Linked DNA regions of Mus musculus: region 1 is linked to region 2. The links are chromatin contacts, called in public promoter capture Hi-C maps. All regions are on one chromosome and are shown on one strand. The core of a region is the stretch at or near the end of the contact, and the rest is flanking DNA. Distances in the headings are between cores, read along the strand shown. Region 1 holds the start of Pgghg (protein glucosylgalactosylhydroxylysine glucosidase). Region 2 overlaps Caly (calcyon neuron-specific vesicular protein).

Region 1 (4,980 bases), core at 29-2,528, 860 kb before region 2:
CCAAGGTTACAGGCCTGAGGCACACATTGGTGGTTGTGGCCCCTTTCCCAGCTTCATGGACAAGTGAGGAGCAATAGGTTGGCACGGGTTGGTGACAGCTAACCTGTGTTGGTGTCCAGGGTAAAGGTCTCTGTCAGCTGTTCTGTCCCTGCAGGGGCCTCCAGCTGGACATTGAGGGGGCTGGGCAGACTGGCCCGGTGAGTGTCCCCGACAGCTCCATTGTACACACCGTTTATATGGATGGTGTCATGATACACACGTGTACCTAGGTATGAGTTCGTTACAGTGGCCCAGAGCCTGGGGTCACTGGGCAGACAACGGGCACTGAATATGGTCGGGTCATCTTCAGAGCCGTCCATGGAAAGCTGCCTCAGCCCAGACGGCCTGGAGGAGACAGTTAACAGTGACTAGCTGGACTTTCCTCCACACGCACACTCACAGTAAACCCTCAAACTTGGCCAATCCCCACAGGCGGTGAGGGGAGTCGGGGGCTAGCTGCGTAGCTACCCTAAGTAAGGGTTGCGGGCGCCAAGAACATTCTTAAATTAAGAAGACTGCCAGGAGCCCAAGTGAATCTGTAAACAAGTTCTCTCAGCACCCACCGCCGACCTCCCTCTTGTGAGCTCCTGAGCCAGCTTCCTTAAGTAAGAACTGCTGAGGTAGGAATCAGGGAGTTCTTCGCGGGCCCTAAATCCTCAGGGAGGGTGAGGCCGGACGGTGGAGGAAGAGGAACCCGGAGATTTGGAGAGGGACAGCAAGGAGAGGCGTTGGGATTGGGGAGGAGGGACCGGATGGGGTGGATGACGACGATGGGGTGGGGTGGGGCCGCAACTGGGGAGTAGCGGGACTTGCCCAGGAAATGGAAAGAGGAAGCCCGTGTAGGGGTGGGGTGCGGAGAGGGGGATCGATCGCGAGTTGTCGGGAAGAGAGACTAGGGAATAAAGGGACGAAAAAGAGTTCAGAGTACTCAGTGAAAGAGGGTGAGGGCGGGCTGGAGAAGAGTGTGGGCTGTTTTTGTAACTCACCGCTGCCCTCTCCACTCAGTGCGGGGATCCGGGTGTAAGAAGGCTCTGTGGGTGCGAGCTGCCCCTGGCGGTAGGAAGAAGAAGCGGCCCTGCCGCGTGGCAGGTGGGCGGGTCTGAGTTTAGGCGGGACCTGGGAAACTGTCATGGTTTTGGGGAAGAGACCACGCAATAGGACTAGGGGTTAGTTGAGCTTTGGCTCTAAGATGTATGCAAGGCTGGGACAGACCTGAGATACCACTCTACAGTGACGTTTAGTGACTAGAAAGGACCCTGGCTATTTAAGGAACAGGATGCTTGTAAGAAAAGCCTACCTCATGCAAACCTGAAAGAAGTGGGTGCTGTGTAAAAGTTCCACAGCCGAATGCTTTTCAGACTTTCCCCTTAGCTCACGGGACCTTTCCTATTTAGGGAAATTATTTCATTTTTATGTTTTATCCTATTTTTGAGTGGTTGGCCTGACTCTTGGTATGCAAACCCAGCTGTCCTCAAACTCACAGAGCTCCAACCTACTTCTGCCTCTTCAGTGTTAGGGTTAAAGACGTGCACACTACACTGAGCAGTATTTATTTATTTTGATTTAATTAAAATATAATTACACCATTTCCTCCTACTCCTCCCATGTATGTCCCACCCACATTCACAGGACCTCTTTTTTTGGGGGGGGGGGTTCCAGACAGGGTTTCTCTGTGTAGCCCTGGCTGTCCTGGAACTCACTCTGTAGACCAGGCTGTCCTCAAACTCAGAAATTCACCTGCCTCTACCTCCCAAGTGCTGGGATTAAAGGAGTGCGCCACCACTGCCAGGCACAGGACCTCTTTTTTTGGAAGAGTTTCTTTTTTCTTTTCTTCTTCTTTTTTTTAAATGTGTGCTTTTTATGTAAATGAGTGCTCTATCTGCACGTCCACTTCCATGTTAGAAGAGGGCATCAGAACTTATTGCAGATGATTGTAAGCCACCATGTGGTTGCTGGGATTTGAACTCAGGACCTTCAGAAGAACAGCCAGTGCTCTTAACCACTGAGCCATCTCTCCAACCCCTGGGACTCTTTTTAAACCATTGTTGTTACATATACATATAAGGAATAAATAGATAAACACCACCTGTGAGTCTGTTCAGTGTTGCATTTGAGTATATGTTTATGGGGTTGCATTTGAGTATATGTTTATGGGGCTGACCACTTGGTACTGGAACACCAATAGGAGGTGTAAACCAGAACAGGTGCCAGGTTGATGTTAAAGAGCCACATTGTTACACATTGTTATTAAGTCTCCTACAAGAATCCGTTTCTGTTTCTTAAGCCTGATGCATCCTGCAAACCTTGCTTTCCAACCTGTGCTGAACTTGTGACTCCATCATGTGTGCCTACCCCTTTGCCTTGCTAAACTCCCGAACCTGTGATACGACTATCCTTTTGCCTTATGAAAATGTCTTCCTAGATACCTTGATGACTCCCTTTCCACGTGATGTTTTCTTGCACTTATTTTTATTGCCTCCTTTCTAACAGCCAATTATCGCGACATCTGTTTTCTATCAGCCCTAACCTTTCTCCATAAAAGGAACCTCAAAAGCCAGTGAGGGGCTGCTCTCTGAAATCCTGACTTTAGGAGAGACAGCCAGCTGGCCAGTTGTAAATACAGCTTGCTTTAATCAGACACTCAGGAATTGTTTGTTTCCATCCCTACCACCCCTCCTCCTTCCCCAGGTCTAAAAGAGGCTCATCCCCGGGGAAGACTAATTCTCCCTCCTTCTGCAATAGTTAATTGATTGTAGCTCTTCATCTAGGGGAGGGGCCCCATGAGCTTTCCCTAGCTAGCTGGCTTCCACTAGGCTCCTCCCAGGGACCTAGCAAAGGCCAGCGCTGCTAGGTGATGGACTGCTCTCTTGCTCTCCCTCGCTCTCCCCCTCTCCCCTCTCCTCCCCCTCCCCCTCGGCTCCCGCTCCCTCTCTCCTTTCTGTCCCTCTCTGCGCCCACTGCCCCCTCCCCCATGGCTCTGCCCTGGTCTGTCTGCCTGTCCACTTGTCTGTCTTTACCCCTGCTCCGGGTCCTCACTCCTCTTCCTTTCCCCAGGAAACCTCTTTTACACCAGATCTGTTGCATGGCATAATTACACACGGGCATACCTTGGCATGGGCCCACTATATACCACCTCCTGGCATTATATATACTTCAGTTGTTGTTGAAAGTGTGCAGTCTTTAGGCATCTGTAATTGTTCAGATTTCCTGGGTGTAGCTTCCCCAACACAGCATGAATGCATAATTTCACAGAAGATAGCTTGGTCATCAGGCTCTTACAAGCCCCTCCCTGGCCCTGTTCCTTGATGTATCCTGAGCCTTAAGTGCAGGAGTTATGCTATAAATATATCCGTTGGGGCTGTCCATCCAGCAGTTACCCTCTGCATTTTGACAAGTTGTGGCTTTCCAAAATGTCCTCCTCTTGTCAGGTGCCAAGAAGTTCCATTTCCCAAAGTCTGGCACATAGACAAAAGCCAATATTCTTACAGTCCTTGCTTGCTAAAGGGAGGACTTACTTGGATAAAAGGGACCTCTGACTGTTCCATTAACATATGCTTGTGGTCCCTATTAGCATATTACAGTCTGTGCTAGCTTCTAGGGTCCCTCAGTTCCTACTCACAGAGTCCCAAAGTCACCTCAGCTCACAGGCTCCCCTCTTATAACTCTAGAGATATATGCCTCTCCCACCCCATTCTCTGCTTTCCCAAGCGATAGCCTTGGTTGTGTGGAATAAAGTTTCCCCTTTCAGCCCTGGGGCTTCACTGAGTCTCTTTACTGCACCCTCACATTTGATGAGGGGTGAGACCTGCTCTTACCTGGGTCTGTGCTACTTGTGGTAGTTATGGGGTTCCTGGTAGGAAGAGATTTCTGTTTTTTTTTTGTTTTTGTTTTTGTTTTTTTTCTGAGATTTTATTTTATGGGTATGAATGTATGGCTGCATGGATGTCTGTTCCCTATGTGTGTTCAGTACCCATGGAGGGCAGAAGAGGGCGCTGGATTCTCTGGGACTGGAGAAACAGGTGCTTGTTAGCCACACTGAAGATGCTGCGAATCAAACCCAAACCAAGATCTTCTGGAAGAGCAGCAAGTGCTCTTGCCTCTGGGTCATGTCTTTTGCCCGATTTTATTTTTGTTTATGTGCCACAGTGCTTCACTAGAGGTCAGAGTGATATAGGGGGAAATCAGGGTCCCTTTTTGGGGTTCTTTTTAATATTTTTTTAAAAGCTTTTTTTTTTTTCAGTTTTTCCAGACAGGGTTTCTCTGTATAGCCCTGGCTGTCCTGGAACTCACTTTGTAGACCAGGCTGGCCTCGAACTCAGAAATCCACCTGCCTCTGCCTCCCAAGTGCTGGGATTAAAGGCGTGAGCCACCACGCCCGGCTAAAATTTATTTCTATTTTATTTTATGTGTCTGAGTGTTTTGCCTGCATGTGCATCTGTGCACCACTTTCATGCCTGGTGCCTGCAGAGGCCGGAAGAGGGCGTTGAATCCTCTGGAATTGGAGTTACAGATGCTTGTGAGTCATCAGATGGGTTCTGGGAACTGAAGTTGGGTCCTCTGCCATTGTACCATGGACCCTTAACATCTGTGCCATCTCTCCAGTCCCGGATTTTGTGTTTCTTGGTCTCAGTAATAAAAGAATCTAAGAAGAGACAGAAATGGAAGCTCAAGGACACTTTTACTAGATTTTAAAAGAAAACCCCAGGTTAGGCCAGCGGCAAACCTCAGCAGCTATCCAAAGGAGGAGGTTGGAGAAGAGAAGGGGAGAAGCCATGCTGACAAGCAGCCATGTGGCAGGGGAGGAGGGAGGCTTTAGAGAAAGTCCAAATTTCGAAACCCAGAGTATTAAGGAAAACATAAAGAGAAGAAACTGGGCAGTGGTGGTGCACGCCTTTAATCCCAGCACTGGGGAGGCAGAGGCAGGTGAATCTTTGTGAGTTC
Region 2 (4,830 bases), core at 941-3,440:
AGGGCTGCTTAAACATCTCTTTCACTGACACTTACGAGTTAAAAATTGTGGTCCTTTTTGTGGGGACATCATTCAACCCACAACAACCCTGTTGTCACTTGTGGGCTGCAATTATCTCCCAGTTTTGGCTTCTGTTTCTCCTCTTTGAAGGTCCTCTTTGAAGGTCTTGTCTTTATAGGCAAGGATTCTTAATTTTAACATGAAAAGTCATTTTATTGAGATTTTCCTCTGTGAGTACTGCTGGGGAAATCTTTCTCTTCCTGAGACTGTAAATATGCTTCTGCACTGTCTCTAGAGTGCTCTGTTGTGTCGGTTTTCCCTGTTCATGCACCTAGAACAAATTGCTGTATTCACTTGTGCATTGTGTGTGTGCTCATTATCTGCATTTGAATATGCATGTAGTGACCAGATTAGCTTCACCGTTCCAAGCAGACTTTAATTATTAAGATGCAGGCAGCTTCTCTGCTATTAACTGAGATCTGAATGCATAGAATATGTCAAATGGGTTTCCCTCTGCAAAGCATCAACACCACCAGTGTACACTGCTGTGTTCAGGGCAGATACCCAGCAAGATGGACTTCCTTTGTCCAAACATCTTGTGTCTTTCTGCCTTCAACACAAAAAATTTGATGTTTTAAGTTCATAAACAAATTTGTTGGAATTTTGATTGAGAGTTGTTGATTCTATAAATACTGTCAGAGATGTTAGAGCATAAAGACCTCCAAAATCTGCACGATAGTCTTCTTTACCTGACGGAGGATTCAGATGTGCCTTGCTCCCCTCGCCAATATTTCATGGCCTTCCATATGGAGCAACTGCCCATCATCTCTGTCCTGGGGCTTGAAATTATTTAAATGAAATCTTAGCTGGCTCACATCTGGGGAGGCTGAGGCAAGAGAATATTGAGTTCAAGGCCAGCCTTGGACTGTATAGGGCTATAGAGTGAAACCCAACATTATTTTAAAACAAAACAAAACAAAACAAAACACACCCCCAAAAACCAAATGAACAAAAAAAAACAGGGGCTGGAGAGTAGTCTCAGAGGTAGAGAGCAGAGGGGACCTAAGTTGTATTCCAAGCACCCGCATCAGGCAGCTCCCAATTCCTTATAGCCTCGGCTCAGGGATGTGATGCCCTGGCTTCTGAAGGCAACTGCACATACAGACGCAAATAAAACTCCATTTCCCGGGGCAGCAGCGCCCTCTTCTGACCTGTGCAAGTAAGCACAGACATGCATTTATGGAAAACAGTAAATAAATTACACACATAGTTAAAAGTATCAAAATAAACATTTGCCACTGACATATAGAAATACATCTGCTTTCTATAAACTCAAATTTAACTGGACTTTTTCATTTTAAAATTTTTTGTATGTATTAGTGTTTTACATATGTGTATGTGTGTACACCTCATGTATTTCCGGTGCCCCTGAAGAAGAGGCCATTGGACTCCCTGGAACTGGAGTTTCAGATCTGTGAGCGGCTGTGTGGGTGCTAGATATTGATGTGGAAGAAAAAAAATCAGTTCTTATAACCACTGAATTATTTCTCCCATCCCTTAAATATTGTATTGCTCTTATGTATTGTGTGTGAGTAAAATTATGTCACGTTGCACATGTGGAGGTCAGAGCACACCTTGCAGAAGGCGGTTTTCTCGGTCCACCATGGGAGTCCTGGGGACTGAACTCAGATTGCCCGGCTTGGCAGCCAGTCACCCACTGAGCCATCTCGCTGACCCTGGAGTCTTTCAATGTTTACACACACACACACACACACACACACACACACACACGGGATTTGCTTTTGCATTTAAACACAACAGCGATTTCGTCCATGAATAATCAGGACTAGGTTCCAACCCCCTGGCCTGGTTTCTTTGCCCCTGTGCAACTGTGCTGACTGAGCACTCAGGACCATCGTTTCTGGAACTTCACTGGCTGTCTTAGTCAGTTCTGATGCTGTGAAGAGACACCATAACCGAGGAAACTCTTATATTAAAAAGGCATTCAAGTGAAGGCTTGATTACAGATTCAGAGGTTTGGTGCATTATCCAAGGAATGCCGCACTGCTGGAGAAGTAGCCCGGAGCTACATCCTGATCCAACCATAGAGAAACCCTCTGCTAGGCGTGGGCTTTTGAAACCTCCAAGTCCACACCCAAGGACACACTTCCTCCAACAAGGCCACACCTCCTAATTCTTCTAAGTATTTTTTTTTTTCTTTAAGTAGTGACACTCCCTGGTGACTAAGCATTCAAATACATGAGCCTAAGGGGCCATGTGTATTTACGAAAACCACCAGACCAGACAAGGCCATCTGTATTTCTGTGGTCTCAAAAACAGAAAACCCAAATTCAAGTTTGTGTTATGATGCACACCTGTAATCCCGGACTCCGGAGTCTGAGGCACGAAGATCCGGAGTTTAAGACCAGCCTGAGCTATAATGAGAGCCTGTCTCAAACGACAAACCACAACAAACAAACAAACAAACCAAAACAACAAGACTTACACTCAATAAATTTGTTGGAATTTAAGAATATCCTTCTTCCTCTGCCCTCAGTGTGCAAGCACATTTTTAAAATTGTAAGTGAACTTCAAGTCTTCCCAAATATATTTTTGACTCCTGCTAAAATTGCCTAGATAATTTTCTTCTTTATGCTGTTAATGTAAAAAGGAGATAGCTTTTCTTATTTTTATATTTATTTAGGTTTTTTTTTTCAAGACAGGATTTCTCTGTGACAGCTTTGGCTGTCCACAACTCACTTTATAGACCAGGCAGGCCTTAAACTCAGAGATCCACCTGCCTCTGCCTTCCTGAGTGCTGAGATTAAAGGTGTTCGCTGGCTAGTTTTTCTTATTTTTTTAAATATTTTATTTTATTTTTCTTATTTGTATAGGCATTTTGCCTGAGTGTATGTCTGAGTACCGCATGCATGCCTGATGCTTGTGGAGGTCAGAAGAGGGAGACAGAGACCCTCCAACTGGAATTATGGGTCATTGTGAGTCACTATGTAGATGCTAGGAACTGAACCCGGGTCCTCTGTCAAATCAGCAAATGCTTTTAACTGCTGAGCCATCTTGTCAATCCCTTCTTATTTTGTTTAATTTAGATTTATTTTATGTGTCAGAACGGATGTTTTGTCTGTGATGTGTGTTTTATAAAACGGCAGTGTGAGGGGGGTGCCTTGGTGGCCAGTGCCAAGGCAACCCCCTGAGAAATCAAGCCATGCCATATAAAAAGGAATTTATTTGGGACCTGGAGGAAGGGGTAGAGAGAGGGGGACAAAGAACAACAGAGAGGGGAGAGAGAAAGAGAGGAAGAGGGGGAGGAGAGGAAGCAAGCCAGGTAGGAGCCTGGCTGTTACTAGGTAACTGTTGGGCAGAGCCTAGGGAAAATGCTAACAACCTGGTAACTATGTATGTAACCACTTGTGTATCTGATGTCTGCAGGGGTCAGAAGAGACTTGTCAGGTCCTCAGAACTGGCTTTATAGACCATTTTTGAGCCACCATATTGGTGCTGGGAACTGAACTCAAGTCCTCTACAAGAACAAGTGCTCTTAGCTGCTGAACTATCTCTCCAGTGCCTGCCCCCCAGGCACCTTTTGTGTGTGCGTATGTGTTTGTGTGTCTGTGTATGTGATGTGTGCCTGTGTGTTCAGGTACACTCACCTGTGTGTGCATAGGTCATTTTACTTTTTTCCTCGATCACTCTCTGCCTTACTTTGAGAGAGTCTCTCACTGAACTTCAACCTCTGCATTTCAGCTATGCTGGCTAGGTAGCTATTGAGCCACCAAATTCCACACATCTCTGCCCATTTCCTCCCAACACTGGGATTATAGATGCCAGCCACTGGCCCAGCTTCTGTGTGGGCACTGGGGATCTGAGCCAGGTCTCCATGCTTGCATAGCAAGCACTTTACCAACTGAGCCACCATCTCCCCAGCCCCATGGAACTGCTTACCAAATTCCGCACCCGCAATACACACAACCTCCGTGATCTTTTTATATTTTGCTGATCTCAGCCTGCTCAAGTTTCACCACAGGTCTCTACTGTCTGGGATTGAGGGGGGGAAGGGGCGGGGGGGGCGGGGAGACTGACTTGTAAGTCCTCCTTCTGAATGTGCTTGGGAGCTGGGAGGGAGGAAGAAGGGGTTGGCCTCAGGAGTTGATGAGAGCTTCTTTGTTCTTTCTCTGGAATTTCACAATACGTTTACAGTATTTCCTTTTAAAGATGGTTATACTGGGGGCTGGAGAGATGGGTCAGCGGTTAAGAACACTGACTACTCTTCTAGAGGACCTGAGTTCGATTCCCAGCAACCACATGATTGATGGCTCACAACCATCTGTCATGGGATCTGATGCCCTCTTCTGGTTGTCTGAAGACAGCGACAGTGTACTCACATATATAAAATAAATAAATCTTTAAAAAAAAAACCATACGTTATTATATTGGGCCCAGTGTTGCCCAAGGGGGGGGGCATCTTGTGGAGGAAATGGGGAGAGGGATTTGTAAAAGTGGGCCTGGGAAGAGGGGAAGGAGTGGGCTGTGATGTGAATAAAGCGATGTGTATAAAGTGATTAAAAAATAAAAATATGGGGGCTGGAGAGATGGCTCAGAGGTTAAGAGCACTGACTGCTCTTCTGAAGGTCCTGAGTTCAAACCCCAGCAACCACATGGTGGCTCACAACTACCCGTAATGAGATCTGACGCCCTCTTCTGGAGAGTCTGAAGACAGCTACAGTGTACTTATATATAATAAATAAATCTTAAAAAAATAATATTAAAATATATGGTTATATTGGTATGATGTCTGGGACTGGAGTTCTATAT

Evidence for each region. Promoter capture Hi-C pulls out the DNA fragments that hold promoters and counts their contacts.
Region 1: a contact with region 2 is called in a promoter capture Hi-C map of embryonic stem cells, with 4 times the contacts expected there. The contact joins the promoter of Pgghg here to the enhancer-like site in region 2. A contact is called at or near these places in 8 of 39 promoter capture datasets (cranial neural crest, embryonic stem cells, epiblast stem cells and 5 more), 13 of 115 datasets of contacts at active chromatin or transcription factors (T-cell acute lymphoblastic leukemia, astrocytes, bone marrow-derived macrophages and 7 more) and 1 of 9 other capture datasets (embryonic stem cells).

Annotation. Positions count from the first base shown.
Region 1 is chr7:140,937,689-140,942,668 of GRCm38.p6, reverse strand. Pgghg (protein glucosylgalactosylhydroxylysine glucosidase) reads right to left here and starts at 1,278. Exons shown (of 14, transcript NM_145387.5): 1 at 1,026-1,278; 2 at 104-384. The coding sequence starts at 359.
Region 2 is chr7:140,075,266-140,080,095 of GRCm38.p6, reverse strand. All of the region lies in intron 1 of Caly (calcyon neuron-specific vesicular protein), which reads left to right. Among named protein-coding and RNA genes, the nearest start is that of Caly, 4.9 kb to the left of the region's middle. Within about 2 kb of position 2,190, at least 23 of the 459 cell types and tissues checked have an H3K27ac peak or open chromatin away from gene starts, as enhancers often do. A contact at or near this core is called in bone marrow-derived macrophages and embryonic stem cells, where this site is marked.